Regions from separate parts of the Triticum aestivum genome. Here region 1 is linked to region 2. The links are chromatin contacts, called in public Hi-C maps. All regions are on one chromosome and are shown on one strand. The core of a region is the stretch at or near the end of the contact, and the rest is flanking DNA. Distances in the headings are between cores, read along the strand shown.

The links. A called contact is a pair of places that touch in the nucleus more often than the background predicts.
Region 1: a contact with region 2 is called in a Hi-C map of leaf, with 6 times the contacts expected there. The contact joins two enhancer-like sites. A contact is called at or near these places in 3 of 5 Hi-C or Micro-C datasets (leaf and an unstated tissue) and 1 of 1 datasets of contacts at active chromatin or transcription factors (leaf).

What each region holds. Positions count from the first base shown.
Region 1 is chr7B:527,654,466-527,657,291 of IWGSC CS RefSeq v2.1, forward strand. No RefSeq gene overlaps it. Among protein-coding and RNA genes, the nearest start is that of LOC123160864, 68 kb to the right of the region's middle. Within about 2 kb of position 1,491, at least 1 of the 8 cell types and tissues checked has an H3K27ac peak or open chromatin away from gene starts, as enhancers often do.
Region 2 is chr7B:527,289,781-527,292,747 of IWGSC CS RefSeq v2.1, forward strand. No RefSeq gene overlaps it. Among protein-coding and RNA genes, the nearest start is that of LOC123156923, 11 kb to the left of the region's middle. Within about 2 kb of position 1,556, at least 1 of the 8 cell types and tissues checked has an H3K27ac peak or open chromatin away from gene starts, as enhancers often do.

The sequences.
Region 1 (2,826 bases), core at 241-2,740, 360 kb after region 2:
CTTTGATGCATCGCTGCTTTGCTGCTGCACCCCTCCCGCGCTGATCTGGCCATCTCGGCCTCTCTGAGGAAGCACTTGATCTATGTGATCGTATGATGGCTATGCCTTGGTGTCGTATTCCCTCATAGGAGTTGTATCTTGGGAGTTCGGTATTGGCGAGCAAGACTGGTGGATGGCGGTGGTTTGTGGTGTCCAGGCATCTGTGGCGACGATGAGAGTGGGAGCGATGTCAGCGACGCGACAATAGTGGAGGTAGCCGACTCTTCTTCGGGCGTGACCGTGGGATTGCCTCAGATTGTTTGTTGGTGTGAACTCAAAGCTGCGGTGGTGGGTCCTGTGGTGTACGATAAATGGTTGTAGGTGGCCCGTTCGGCGATCTTTTGTGGCGCCAATCGTGCCTAGTTTTTTCCTTCATTGTCTCCGTCAGAATCGGATCTGCACTGCTAATTGTAGGTGGCTTAGTTTTGGCGCGGATCTTCATACAACTCCACACAGCCTCTACAATGTGGGTTGAGTCGACAATCGCCTACGGCGAAGTCAGAGTCGGAGCTGCGCTGTCTGATCATAGGTGGCTTAATTTTGGCGTGGATCTTCATGCAACTCCACACAACCTCTACAATGTGGGTTGAGTCGACGATCGCCTACGGCGAAGTCAGAGTCATTTGCTCAAGGTTTAGGGATGACGATGACGCCTAACGAGAGTTGATGACGACGCATGCGTGTTGTTTTGGTGAGGCCCTCTTTTAGGTGGTGTGCGTGGACTATCTTGTATGTGCTGCTCAATGGTTGTGATAGTTTTTTTCCTAGTTTTCATAATTGACTAGGCAATCTGGTTTTCTCTAAATCATACAACTCTTTTTTTCTTAATAAATGCATGAATCCTGGCATTTAAAAAAAAATAGTTCATCTCCACTACTTCTATTATCTTAAGAGACACGTGTGCTACCTCATCAAATGTCTACCACAACATGCATGACAAAAAAGTTTTACATTATTAGTTGATTCCACACACACATCACACCTTACCACACATGGACCTCATCAATGGTCGACTCGACTTGCATCGGCAAAAGTTTTTCGTTATATTATGCCACCTATATTTGAAATATATTTTGACTACATAACAATTACAATATATAATGTTCATTTTTAGTTTTAGTATTATTAATTCAACTGTGCATGTTTCATACAATCAAATCACTGAAATATAGTGCAATCGATTTCCGTGTATTCTCTAATTTAATAGAGATGAAGGTATATATTTGATAAAATTGAAAAGATAGCAGAACGCTAGTAATTATATTTACACAAAAAGATATATGACATTGATGCTCACATTTTTCTGAATTTATTTTAGTCTATCCGGCGATGTTCATTCAGTGAAAGAATGCATTTTCGTCGACTACAAGACGTCTGTGGTGACTTTGTCTATCTCAATATGTCGTGCTGGCTCAGTATCTCGGCGATGCTCATGAGGATAAGGTGTGAGTGTGTGCGTGCATTCATAAAAATTATTGTATATACGTGTATATGAGCACCTGCGATTGTGCCGTGTTCAGAAAAACGAAGAATGAAAGGTACAATCAAGGCTGAATGATCCTCAAACATGCAAACGTCCGGCACCCACCTTTGACACCGCTGTAGCAGTCATCGAAAGAAAATGTGACAGATCACCTATTATCTAAGCTAGATGGTGCTCTATCGCTGATACGCATCTTTTCGGACCTTTATCCGTTTGCCCTTCCTCGCACGTGTTTGTCAAAAAGAAGACGCACGCTTGCCAGAAACGTATCGTATGTATCAGTAGGTTGCTTTGTAATACAAAGCGGGTAAACCATTTTTCGTCAACGTATCGTACGTCACCGTACACCAAACGCATGCGCGCCGAGGGTGCATGCATGCGGTGCACTCGCGCCCGGGGCGGTGGCTAGCTACGCGGCGGAACCCGCGGATCGAGGAGGGTGATCCACCGGGGCAAGACTCAACAGGTGTACATGCGCCTAGCCAGCCCGCCCGCCCGCGAGAGTTTCCCGGTTGTTCGGCGTGAATCCTCCGGCCCTTTCGCCCGCGTGCGTTTATCCAGGAACCACGGAGCACGTACGCCATGTGTGCATTGCCCCCGCTCCGGAGCCTGGACGGCTGTACGCCTGTACCGCCGAAGCAAGCGGCACGCTTCCGTCACCCGCCCCGCCGGGTTTCGTGCGGGGATTTGGCTGGGCTCCCATGGTCAGATCGGGGTAGTAGGTGGATGAGGAGCGTGGCCAGGAGCGCGGTCGTCTCTTACGAAACTGATGAGTCGGTCGTGACTCAAGCAATCTTGCAATTGTTAGCGCTAATCACAGTAGACTCGTACACGTCGCACTCGGACAAGCAAGGGTTGCGTCGTCTAAGCGGCCGGGCTTTGGAGCCCTAGCCATCTGGCTCCCAACTGATCTCGTCTCTATCGAGCTCTCTTTGCGTACCCGCTACACGTACACCGTAGTATACGTAGGATGCCATTGCCAGAGCACCCGTAGGTATCTACTGCTTCCTTTATCAGATAGAGATAGATAAATAGAGGCTAGAGCCGAAGATTCTGGCGAGGAGCAAAGGACAAGGAGGACGAGCGGCTAGAACAAGACACGTCCGCTATGTACGTACCGACACAAGCAAGACGGTCGACGCTCGTTTTTTTCAGCGCCGCTTGATCCTTGTGCGCGCTCCAACCACCTGTTTGTCATGGCTAGCTCCTCACAAGCACTCTCAGGGGGTGTTTGGTTCAGAAGTCCTAAGACTTTTTTTAGTCCCAGAGACTAATCAAAAAAGACTCTCTAGTAGAGTCTTTTT
Region 2 (2,967 bases), core at 306-2,805:
ATTGTTCATAGCAGTACGTCTTAATCAGGCGGACGTGGCGGCAACGTGGACGCGCGGGCGGATTACTGTTGGCTGACGGCGAGATCACACGTGACGTACTCCCGTACGGACCTCCGTCGAATTCAAACCCCTCCTCCCTGTCTCTGCACAGCTGCAGCCTGAGGCGGGTAGAGGTGCACGCGTACACTACACAGTAGCGGAGGATGCGTTCCGACTCCAAGTCATGCAGGGATGGTCGAGAGGGAACACAAGATTCCTCTTTCTTCCTCCAGACAACGGAATCAATCGTGCAGCCTACGTACGTACGCGGGTACAAGTACATATCCACATGTATATACGTACGTGCACGTGCACAGACGCGTACGGACGTTGAGATTCCTCGGAAAAACTGATCGAACTCACAGTTGGTATGATGCATGCGCCAAATTACACACTCGTCGTAGAATCTAGCGCGGGCCTAGTTAATTAACTGGAAAGTGACCGGGGCATCTCGGAGGGTCGATGATTCTGCGATGCATGTCATAGTAGTAATCATCAGTAATAATGTATGTATACATGCAGCTTTGGCAGGACAAGGATGGCAGTGTCGACTGAGCGTCGTCGTCGTTATCAAGCCTGGCAGTGACGGAGAGCTGGCTTATGCAACGAAATTATGGAGAGCGTGTGGACCATTAAATTGCATGCGATGAGAGGAAGAGCTGACGGTCGATTCTCTCGTCCCCGCCAGGTATCCTTACATACATCACGAATTCAGCAGCACCTGCTAAACCTAGTGCTAGGGCAAGGAGACACTTACCCACTAGCTAGGATAACCCGCCCAGATTAAGCATAAGATCCCATGCCGAGAAAACTTTGTCTCCATGGACCCAGAAGTAAGAGCTAAGAGCATGAAATGAGTGAAGATGACAGGCACGAGGCGCACACAAGAGAGGAGAGCCACATATATATACACAGCATATTCCTGTGCAGTGCACCCAAAAGAGATCGTCCTCACTTGCGTGTGTTTGCTAACTACTGGAGTACGTACGTACATATTCCCGGAGAACAAGCCGGCTAGCTAAACTGGCATATCCAGATTCCAGGGAACCACCGCTCCGATGTATTCTGAGGAGAGAGGGGAGAGAGCGCGATCCTGCAGACATCGCTATTTTTCGGTAGCTTTGTGGCGCATTGCGTGCCGGTGTTGGCATCGATATTTTGCACCAGTTGGTCACTTGGGGAACTCAACAGTTTGCAGAAACAAGATGAGAAGAACAGTTTGTGGTCTCTCTCTCTCTCTCGCTGTCCGATGTGGTATATATTGCGAGTGAAACACGACAGCAGGACGGGACGAGGGCGTGAGGCTGACTCGTCCATAGGTCAAAGCTGAAAGCGAAAACTAATGCCCGATACACAAAACACATGCAATCTGGGCAGCGAGAATTTCAAACGCAAGGACGCTGTGGTCTTATGGTGATTATCTTATCTACATGATGAGTCTATATCTACTACTATATCCTATCCTACACGTACGTACGTACGTAGCGTAACGTACGTAGGCGCCATGGCATAGATATATGCATATATGGTCCGTCCGTGCAACCGGATTGTCCTTGGAGAGTACGTACTGTGGGTCGGTCCTGGCGTGACCACGACATGCGTCCACACACAAGACAAATATAAAAAGAAGTCCTCCTTCCGTCCTTCGTGCGGCAACTTGTGTAGGAAAAAAAAGGTCAAGCCAATCAGCAATGAGCACGTCTTAATCGGGCCGACGTGGCGACGTGCCTACGGTGGGCCTGTACGTGGTTCAGTCGATTTTTCTTCTGCTCCAGCTAGCTTTTCTCGCTGATGCACCCTCCCTAATCGCGTCATGATCACAGGGGCCTTGCACATAAATTAGCCAAATCATACACACTAAATTAACTAGAAGGGGCAACGAACGAACTGTCAGCGGTGGGCCTACCGCGGGTCCCTAGTTTTCCCGGCTGCGCGCGCGACATCACCGTCGCCTCGCCACCATGCACCGTAACCAGCGGGCAGCGAGTGATTCCTTCCTTCCACCTTCAACCCTTTGTCTTGGATCCGGCTTGCCTGCTGCCATCCGTGCTCCCACCTCATCCTACGGTTATCTTTTTTTCCTTTTCTTTTCTAATCTAATCATCTCCCCCTTAATTTTAAGGGGGTGGGGCCGGACCTTATTTTGTTCCAATTAAAACAAGCCACGTATGCGGGAGTACGAATAGGCACACGCACGGGGAGCAGGCAAGTCTCGTCCCTTTGTCTTTGTCCCGAGCAGCAGCACGCTCGTCCTCGCCCGTACTCCCTCCGCAGATTCTCCCCCGCCGCGGATATTGTCAACGCACCTGACAAGCAGGACCCGCAGGGCAGCGACTCCGCCAACAACCGCGCTGCCCAGCGGCCCACTCGGGTCGGGCGTCCCAGCCCACGCACCAGCAGGCCGGAGTAGACACGTTAAGGCCTACAACGTCATTACAAGTAACGGGCGACTAGGAGGAGACCGGCATCCAGTGGATCAGGCGACTACCAGGCGGAGGCAATCCTAGTTCCTCTATTCGTCGTGTATCTCCCCTAGCTACCACAATTTCCTAATACTTGTAATCAATCTGTGTTGCTACTACTTCAGAGAGTGAATAGATCGATCCAGCACCACTCCCGTTCGCTACTCTAACATTTGGTATCAGAGACCAAAACCACCTCTCTGGCGCACCTCATCGAGACGAGGGGCCTGCGACAAGCACGCGAGGCCATGGATCTGAGCGTCTCGGCCTTCCTCACCCGCTTCGAAACCAAGATCGAAGCCGCCATTGACGGCCTTACCAAGGCCCAGCAGTCTACGGCGACAAAGATCGACGATTTGCTCTCCTGGCATCCCGATCTCAAGCGCCGTGTGGCGGATCTGGGCGACGCCGTCACGGCACTGCAACGAGCACAAGCGCCTCCACCAACCCGATCCGACGTGGACCC